Regions from separate parts of the Macaca mulatta genome. Here all the other regions are linked to region 3. The links are chromatin contacts, called in public Hi-C maps. All regions are on one chromosome and are shown on one strand. Each heading gives the region's core, a stretch centred on a gene start, on an enhancer-like site or on the middle of the called end of the contact. The rest is flanking DNA. Distances are from core to core; before and after follow the strand shown.

Region 1 (3,092 bases), core at 195-2,694, 180 kb before region 3:
TCGGAGGTGAAGGCATAGGAAGAGAAGATACATTCCGTCCAAAGATGGAAGGGAGCACTAGGCCCCACGACCCTACCTATTTAAAGCTGCGACGTGTGCGGGCTGGATTCGGCGACGATCCCTTGCTACGGAGCACCCCCACAGCTCCTCGGGAGTTTTGTTTTCGTGGACCCCAGAGGAAAGGCTTAGATATGGCTGTTGACTGTGCTGGCATCGTCTGTTCTACCCAGTCAGATTGGAGCTAGGCCTGGTTAGGAAAGCGGATTGCAGGAAGTGAGTAGGCTAAGAAATCAACTACTCTAAGGTCTGCTAATGGTTAGCTGTTCAGCGAGGGAGTCGGGCACATTTAGCACTTAGCCCTAAATAATGCAGCCATATCTTACCCCTTCGTTGGCCTGGAATACACAGTGTCTGGAATACACAGTGTCTGGAATACACAGTGTCTGGAATACACAGTGTCTGGAATACACAGTGTGTATAATGCACAGAAGGAGCAGAGGCAGTTGTGGCCATACCCAAACAGCGCCAGCTCTTAACAACGCTATGTTGAAGGATGTTATTATGAAACCTATCACAGACTAGGCCTATGGCAAGTCAAGTTGGAGTGAATGTGTCCCAGTTGTTTTCAGAAAAGAGCAGACTAGGTAGAGAGACAAGGAGAACATTGAGAATGTGACAGATGGTATTTACGTTTGGTGTTTGTTATTTCCAGCTCGAGGATGGAAGTTTAATTGCCATTGATCCAAGACTGCCAAGAAAGCCTTTCTAGGGTTAGCTTGGAGGAGTTATTTAAATGAGTTTGCTTGAATATCTCTTAAGTAAAGCCTGTATGGTCTGTTAACTCAAGATTTAAATCAGTACCTTCGAGCTCCATAGTCACAATTTTGGAAAGATTCCTCCACTTCCTCGTTTTTCCTAAGAAAACTCTCAGCATGGAACAATGATGACAGCAATGAACTTGATTTCAGAATGTCAAGGTTCTGGTTCTGACAAGTGTGTGGGTCCCAGTTTTCTTGCCTATACAGTGAAAGTACTTGTACCACTTAGTTTCTGAAGCTCCTTCTGGTTCCAGGTTTCTGTAAGGGGTAAACGATTTTTGTGACTCCATGAACAGTATTTAACATGTATGGCAGTAAAAAGGAAGACTCTGTTTCCTGTTCTCCAACATTTATTTCTCTCACCCCTTGTTAAGTTGGTCATCAAATTGAAAGGTTTTAGTGTTCTTTCATTGTAGGAAGTGGCTATGGGATTGTTTCTAAGTATATTAACGGTAATGTCTTCTAAATCTTTGCTTTTGCTGATAATTGTGAAGGGAAGTGGAACCAGAACAGACGCTGAATTCCCATTCCTGAAGCTAACGCTCTGATTCGGCCTCCATTTCATTAGCTCTGACCAGAAGCACGTTGCCTGCATCTGTAAAAATTATAAATCAAAATGAAAGAACTTTGACGACTTTTTTTTTTTTTTTTTTTTTGAGACGAAGTCTCACTCTGTGGCCCAGGTTGGAGTGCAGTGGTGTGATCTTGGCTCACTGCAACCTCCACCTCCCTCCCGCATTCAAGCAATTCTCTTGCCTCAGCCTCCCAAGTAGCTGGAATCACAGGCCAGTACCTGTGCCACTACCATCTGGCTAGTTTTTGTATTTTTAGTAGAGACAGGGTTTCACTATGTTGGCCAGGCTGGTCTGGAACTCCTGACCTCAGGTGATCTGCCTGCCTTGGCCTCCCGAAGTGCTGAGATTACAGGTGTGAGCCACCGTCCAGCCAGAACTTTGAAGACTCTTGAAGTTCTGTGGTATTTTCTTTCCTTGCCACGTTAACCCTGTCCCCCAAATGTAAGCTTTAGTTGTAGTATATACACTTTTTAGGTTTGTTCACTAACTCTGGGGTGGAATCCCACTAATCGAAGTGGATAGTGCTTTTCCACTGTGTGTATTCACATTCTCTCCCCTGATCTGGAGGTAGAGGTGAGAAATTTGCTACTGCAGAAATTGCATAGAGGAAGCAGTCTGGAGAGTTTTCTAGGCTCTTACAACCCCAAATCAAATATGATTATCTCCAAACTATTCTATCTCCAGGAACTGTGAAATTTAAGGCAAGGAAATCCAAATAAACTTTCTCTTGGAACACATTGTTAAGGCCTCTCAAGAGAGGGTTAGATGCCTTGCTTCTGAACTCCCGCAGTATCCTGTCCACAAGCTCATCCTGATTCTCACATTGTACTGGCATTTCTGTTTATTTGCAAGTTTCTCCAGTCTCCATACATCTATCCTTCCAACCAGACAAAAATATCTGTGGAATACCTACTATGTGCCTGATAATGTTACAAGCAGTAGGAAAGCAAAAGTGAACAAATAAGAATGATTTTGCTTTCCAGGAATTTCTGTTCTACTAGATGAAGAAAAACACAGCTGCTAGTAAACAATAGTGTCTCTGCAAGTTACAAAAAGGCATAAGGCTTAGGAAGTATGCCGCAACATTGTATGAATTTGGGAAAAGCCTCTTCTTCCAGCCAGACTCAGACCGCTGCTAAGGAGTACAGCTTTGGGAACAGAGAGTGGGCTGGAATTCAGGACTCACTCACTTCCTTAGCTAGATGAGTCGCCTTAAGAAAAAGTGGGCCAGGTGTGGTGGCTCATGCCTGTAATCCCAGCACTTTGGGAGGCTGAGACAGGTGGATCACGAGGTCAGGAGTTCAAGACCAGCCTGGCCAACATGGCGAAACCCGGTCTCTACTAAAAGTAAAAAATTAGCTGGGCGTGGTGGCAGGTACCTGTAATCCCAGCTACTCGGGAGGCTGAGGCAGGAGAATCGCTTGAACCTGGGAGGCAGAGGTTGCAGTGAACCGAGATTGTTCCATTGCACTCCAGCCTGGGTGACAAGAGCAAGACTCCATCTCAAAAAAAAAAAAAAAAAAAAAAAAAAGGAAAAGAAAACGAAAACGTGATAAACAGTTATGGAGAAAAATAAAACCAAGTGAGGGATCTAGAAGGTGATGTGGCCATGGCGGGAGGGGTGTGCTATCTTACATAGTGTGGTTAAACAGGGCCTCTCTGACAAGATGACGTTGAGAAGAGACCTCAAATCGTGCAA
Region 2 (3,194 bases), core at 107-2,606, 250 kb before region 3:
CCAATCTGCAGGTCAGAAAAGAGCGCAGAAAAGAGCGGGGCTAGAATTTACACTTATCTTTTATTCCTCAGAGCTCACACTCCTTTCCTAGAGCTTGCCATCACACCACACGGGGTCATTGACTTAACACCTACTGCGTGCTAGACTACTCTGCTAAGTGCGGAGGACGCAGAAATTAATGTCAAAGATAATCCTTGCCTTCACAGTATTCTGTCTAGCTTAAGATGAGTTCTCAGTTGAAGGAAATCTAGCTAATTCCAACTAACGTGCACTTCTTTTGAATAAAAACCATCAACTTATTTGAATTCTTAAGTTTCCTCCTAAACTCCAACATTTCAGGAGGAAGGGGTCACATGCTAGTCACCTTTGCAATCTCAAACCCAAAGGATGCCTAACTTGGTCAAATGCATGGCACATTCAATGTCTGTTGAATACAAGTAAAGCTCATAGTACCTAGCCTATTTTTCATTATCCCTTGAGTTGAAAACTGGTTAACAAATCAGAGTCACAGTCCTAAGGGCAACAACTTTTTAAAGGCTCACCTAACAAACTGTAGGATCCCTGACTGAGAGTGGCTGACTATGGCAGTATATGGGCATACTAATCACTGGAAGAAATACTCAACAGCGAGAAATAGCCAAGGAAAAGCCCTACTTTTCAAAAATATTTAAAAAACAAAACAAAACAAAACAACTCAACAACTACGAAGACAAAACGCTAGATCTGAGCACCCTGTAAGTCGCTTTCCCGTGGGCCGGGTAAAGATTTTAAAACCCGCCGCCTCCAGGAGGGCGGACACGTGCACAAGGATTAGCTGAAAACTCGGTGCCCAGTCTGGCTGGGAGGATTGCTAAAATCGACCTACCGTTAACACTCTGGCTACTCTGAAATTAGCAGAGCTGTAGTCAAGTAAGTAACCCAAGAAAAGGCGCACAGAGCCGCCGCCGCCGGTGTAGCCCGGGGGCATCCCCTTCTACCTTGCAAACGGGGCCTGGGATCCGGTCCCTCTCTTCTTCCTCCACCTCCTCTGCGGTGGTGTGCCGCTTAGTTGGCGGCGCGGCATCTTTTTCGTTTCTTTTTGGCTTCTTCGCCTGCACTGCCAAGCCTCCACGCCGTTTCCTCTTGGTTGCCGCCATCTTGCCTTACTGCCTGCGCTCTTGGCCTGTTTTCCGGCGTTGCCTCTCGCTCCTCTTTCCGATCTCTATGGTTCGGTGGCTCTAAGCGCTCAGCTACGCGGTTGTCCTCCAGGTCTGCGGTGTCTCCTTCCGGTCTCAGTGGCGCTGCACGCGCGGCTCTCTAGGCCTCCTTCAGCTCTGTGGTGACGGTGGCGGAAGTGGAGGGCAGGTCTGAAGAGTGGCGGGACCGGCTCCACTTCCTACGCGATTTCTCAGAGCTGTCTAGCTCCTCCTCAGGGACTTTCCTGGGAAGGTCTCTCGGGCGTCCAGACCCCACCGCAAAGGTAGGGTGTCCGCACTCGGGGACCCCGAGACTAATAAGCGATGCTGTCCCGCGGGCGGGCTGGTGAATGGGCTTGTGTGGGACTCTTGGGGGATCTTCTGGACACTCTGGGCGCTCCCCTCCATCGCCTGTTCTGTTGGAAGCGAGGCTGGTGCCGCGGTCGGATTCATAGCTCCTGTTTGTTTGGCCGGGAGAAGCTGGCCCCAAGCGGAGATACCGTGTCAGTTGCGTGTCTTCATTCTTCACAACTTTTCACGTTATTGTCCTCTTACAGAGACGAGGAAATAGTAACTTAATTTTCCCGCAAAATTACAAAGACAATTAAGTGACATAGGTGGGGTTCGGCCTGGTCAGCTGAGTTCAGCCGCCCAGCCCCCGTCCACCTCTCAGCGCAGGTGGAGCTCGCCAGACCTCGCCTGCACTGATGTGAGTTTTATTGTCCAGTCCCTTCAGGTGTTTCGCGATTCGCGGAGCAGGTGTTGGCCCCAGGAGCATTTCCCTCCGGGCCGAATGCGCAGTGGACTATGCCCCTTCTGACCCAGCAGATCCAAGATGAGGATGATCAGTACAGCCTTGTGGCCAGCCTTGACAACGTTAGGAATCTCTCCACTATTTTGAAAGCTATTCATTTCCGAGAGCATGCCACGTGTTTCGCAACTAAAAATGGTATCAAAGTAACAGTGGAAAATGCAAAGTGTGTGCAAGCAAATGCTTTTATTCAGGTATGGAAGTAGGCGCCTTTAAGCCTGTGCCATAGATATTCTAAATGCAATTTAATGAAATCCGAAGGTTTTAGTAGACATAATAAATAACTTAATACTCATAATAACTTAATAGTCAATAGTCATAATAAATAATAGATAAATAACTTAATAGTCTTACGTTAGAGAACAAACGTCATTACTTGAATTTTTTTTTTCTCTCCCGGTAACAAATTCTTTTCCCATCTTGTTTTACAGAGATAATGGTTAGTAATGACTAAAGTTTATTAAACTAGACTATCGGCTAGGCTACAGTCTTCTTAGTGTTTAACTTATTTAATTTTAACAATAGTCCTATAAGACAGGTTCTATTGTTATTCCCGTTTTATATATGTGGAAACGAGGCACAATTTTAAGTGATTTGCCAACAGTCCCACAGCTGGTAAGTGGCTGAATTGGGATAAGAACCCTGAACATTTGTTTCCAGAATATCTGCTCTTTTTACCACTGCGATACTACCACCTTGCTGTTACTAAAGAGTATTTTTTCCCTTTACTGGTTGTAATAGAATTTTTGTTCTTCCAAAGTAATATTTGTATGGTTCAGATAGGATTGCAAATTCAACTAAGCATTTTTTTTAACACGTAAGTGCACAGCATGACCTCAGGGATAGAGAGGTAAATAAGACATGGTTCTCGTCCTCGTGCGGCAACATGGTATAGTGGCTCACACCTGTATTTCCAGCTGCTCAGGAGACTGAGGCTGAGGCACGAAGATCGCTTGAACTCAGGCATTAAAGACCAGCCTGAGTAACCGTAGTGAGACCCCCGAATCAATAAAAAATAATAATAAAAGTTGTAACTAATATTGCTCATGCATTATCAAGTCATCCGTCTGTTTTCCAAGTGACCTTAGCAGTAGTGATACGCACAAAAACGAGATAAGGGAGAGTCCCAGAGGGATAGTTTTAGATCCAGGAATGGATATAAGGATGCTTCAAAGGATGTCTCTAAGATGTTTTGATTGCTAATCAGA
Region 3 (3,492 bases), core at 674-3,173:
GGGACCCTACATCATTCCCCCACAGAATCCCTAGGGGGCTCAGCATCCTTTCTTTCTTTTCAATTCAGATAACAGTAATAAGATTTTCCAGCACGGTTATAATCACACCACCAGCACCACCACCACCACCTACAAAAAGCCATAAAACAATAAATTCATTACTGAAGCATCTCAGTGAATGGAGATGAAAACTGTGCAACAGCCCAGCATGGGATAGCTCTCCCAATCTCTGTTAGGCAAGCACTGACTAAAAGATAAGAACTGGATCAATTTCCTCGCATAAAATCGACTGTCTTACAAACCCAAGGGGGAAAAAAATCACACTTGTTGTTAGGCATCATTAAGCAAAGATTATCAGATTATATCCATCGGTAATAAAACTCCGAGCCACAGATCGAACAGAGACCTGCAGGCTGGGGACAGAGTAGCCAAAATCCAGCCTCCCTGTGATTCCTGACCTCTTCTCCAACTCTGTGCAAAGCCCGCGGAGGTGAGACTCTCTTGGCTAAGACGAGCTTCGGCTATGTCCTAGTGATGGACAGTTCCTCTCTGCCAGGCCCCTGCAGCCTTGAGACCACATTCCCCAGAGATCCGGCAACGTTTCCCCATCCCAGGCAGCTGGGCATTCTCCTCTCCCGGAAGGAAGACGGAATCCCACCCAGATCACCCGTGAGCTGCGGCGAATAGAAGCCACTGGTCCCGAGGCGAGGGGCCTCGAGTCCGCAGATTCTCTTCAACATCTCTGGGAGTAAAGTTGGACTTAGCTGGGCTCCTGGCAAATAAAAGGAAGCCTGGAAAGGCAGCCATGCTCAGGCCTCCGTGAGGCCACTTCGGACCCCTCCAAGCTGTGCTGGGCTACATCTGCCTTAATTCCCCGTCTGTTGCTTCTCCAGGCTCTGAGCCCCCTCCACAAAAGGGGGATGCGAAACTCAAAGGAGTTAGCAGGTGAACCCTGCAAACAGCAGGAGCTAAACCGAGGACACCAACCAGCCCAAGAAGGCAGCGAAGGTGGTTGAGGACAACACCCCCTCCCCCCGCCCCAGGCAGGGGTCGCGGGACATGGCGGGCGCCTTTCTGGTGGCTCCACGTCCTCCTTCCTCCCGAAGTCCCGGAGGCCCCGAGTCTGCCCTAACTCCCTGAGCTGTGGCGGGGAAAACAAAGCAGGGGGCAGGGGGCAGGGGGCAGGGGCAGGCCCAGAGGGGTCTCGCCCCCGCCTTTGGGCGGGCCGAGGGGCTCCCTGGAGTCAGAGGAGGAACAATAGCGGACCCCTAGTCCCAGAAGCCACCCGGAGTCTCCCGCTCTCACCTCCCTCCCCACCTCCTCCAAGTTCAGCCTGGAGGCGGATTGGGCTCAGCAGCACGGACGCAGGGGGAGCGAGGCTCCGCGCGGGGTGAAGCAGGTGGGACCGGGCGCAGACTCCAGGGTGCACCTCCGGGTCTGCTCATTCATTCCCACCCGCGCTCCCTCCGCCGCAGCCCCTGCCCCGCGCCCCGCCCCAGCCGGCCTGCGAGTCGCAGAGGACCGGGGAAGAACCCTTCTCCTAACTTGGCCGGGTCCTCCCGCTCTACCCTGATCTCCACCTTCCTCCCCTTCCTCTTGTCCCCACATCTGCTCTCCGCAGACAGTTGGCGGCCGGCGGTGGACCAGGGAGAGGTGGCGGGATCCCGGCTGCAGCCTGCTCAGTCGCTCCGCCTGGGCGCAGTCCCCAGCGCCTCCCGCGCCCAAGCTCCAGACACAAAGGCGGGGACACGAGCCTGGGACCCCGCGCCGGGAGCCTCCCAACTCCGTGCCGCGCACTCACCCCATCGAGGCGGCGGCGGAGCTCCCCGGACCCTGCTGGCTGCTCCACCACGCCCGCCGCTTCCCCAGGAAAACGCGGCCGCCGGGCTCGCTTCCTGCTCGGCTTCCTGCGCCGCTGTCCCTACTCCTCCCCCGCTGCGGGGGTCAGTGGGCGCCGAGCTCCAGGGCTGGGCGGGCGGGGCGGGGGCAGCGGCAGCACCACCACGTGGCCGCCGGGCGCCGGCCCCCGCCGACCTGGATCCAGCGGGAGCGGGAAGGGAGGCGCTAACCATTCCCCTCCCATTCCACCCCGCGCGGCCCCAAATTCCGCGAGTCAGGTGACCTGGCCCCGGGCTCCGGCCCGGACCTGGGGGGGTTGCTCCCCGCCCTCCAGCCCCCGGCGCATCCCCCGGGTCCGCGCGTCCCGGCTGTTCGTGGCTTGCTTTTAGTCTCCAGGGATCGTGGGACCCTTCTCCGCGGATCTGTTTCATCCTCTTAACCTGAAGTTAGTGGAAGCCCCCCGTGCTCTGACCCCTGGGTTTAGGACGGATGAGATCCCAGATACTGTTTATTTCTGATTAACTTCCAAAGTCGTTTGTGGTAGTGGCGAGTGTTTCAAAGTCACGGATCCAAGCCCCTTCTAACCAGAATCTAAAAGGTTGTTTTCCAAAATCATTGAACAGAAAGTAAAGTAGAATGCGCTCACGTTCTCCGGACTGAACCAATTGGTTGGAGTGACTGTTTCCTAGCACTGTTTGGGTGGCAAGGCAAGACTACCACCGTTCAGTGCTGTTCTGCTCAGGAGTTAGAAAGGAGAAACCTACAGACTGAACTAACAGGCGAGATTGCGCATGGGAACGCCTTCAAAATAGTGTGTGGGAAGCCACGGGGTACAGGCTCACTGCCCCAGGTTCCCGACAGCTTCTCTCCCTATCCCAGCCCACTAAGGCCCGACCTTTGAATTACGATGGACTCCTCCATTAATTCCAAGGATTTCAAAGCTCTCTATCTACCCACTCATCTAATTTGGGCCGGCTTTTCCACGCATTCTAGTCATGCTAACCAGCTGTGACTTCAGTTCTATTCACCAAAGCTCCTCCCTTCTCCTCGTTAGCTCTGCCTCCTTTGCTCAGGGAAGAAAGCTTTCTAGAATAAATAACTGGTATTGAGTTCTTTCTGGGATCTACTGTAAGTCAATTGAACTTAAGAGGGTAAAAAGGCCGATTCCAACAAAATTGAAATTCATCCTAAATTTCAGCAGCATATTAACATTTGTATGGCAGATTTTACCTGTTCCCTCCCCCTACTGCATCCCCTTCTCCTTCCTCCGTCTCCCTACTAGGTAACAACTTATCTCCCCTTTGACAGTTGAACTTGACAAACAAGGATCAAAAGCCTTGTAACCAGCTGCAGGGTCTTCACTTCCTACCATCATGCAGCAAAGGTTCCTTAGCCAAGTGTACACTCCCCTTCCTGTCCTTTATCCCTCTCTCAAACAAAGTCACACTGTAAAAGAAATGTGAACTGGCCAACATTCTTTTGGTTTAATGCTGGCAATTTCTACAATAGTGTTTCATTGTGATTCTTGTTAATGACATATTATAGGGTATTTAAGGGGAACATTACTGCCTGTGAGCTTTCTCCTCTATTTTTGCAGGTCAGTCTCGTTCAAGTAGGGGCAGCTGGGAGGATGGGATTTGATGCGTTACAGGT

Evidence for each region. Hi-C and Micro-C count contacts between places; a contact is called where the count stands out from the background.
Region 1: a contact with region 3 is called in a Hi-C map of fetal cortex germinal zone, with 2.1 times the contacts expected there. The contact joins the promoter of TTC23L here to the promoter of RAI14 in region 3. A contact is called at or near these places in 2 of 14 Hi-C or Micro-C datasets (fetal cortex germinal zone and liver).
Region 2: a Hi-C map of fetal cortex germinal zone shows a contact between it and region 3, with 2.9 times the contacts expected there. The contact joins the promoter of RAD1 here to the promoter of RAI14 in region 3. A contact is called at or near these places in 2 of 14 Hi-C or Micro-C datasets (fetal cortex germinal zone and fibroblasts).

The regions. Positions count from the first base shown.
Region 1 is chr6:35,899,459-35,902,550 of T2T-MMU8v2.0, reverse strand. TTC23L (tetratricopeptide repeat domain 23 like) reads right to left here and starts at 1,444. Exons shown (of 10, transcript XM_028849371.2): 1 at 1-1,444.
Region 2 is chr6:35,975,085-35,978,278 of T2T-MMU8v2.0, reverse strand. RAD1 (RAD1 checkpoint DNA exonuclease) reads left to right here and starts at 1,356. Exons shown (of 6, transcript NM_001261160.1): 1 at 1,356-1,459; 2 at 1,903-2,180. The coding sequence starts at 1,983. It overlaps BRIX1 (biogenesis of ribosomes BRX1), which reads right to left and starts at 1,162. Exons shown (of 10, transcript NM_001261247.1): 1 at 978-1,162. The coding sequence starts at 1,136.
Region 3 is chr6:35,720,364-35,723,855 of T2T-MMU8v2.0, reverse strand. It overlaps RAI14 (retinoic acid induced 14), which reads right to left and starts at 1,923. Exons shown (of 17, transcript XM_078004652.1): 1 at 1,802-1,923.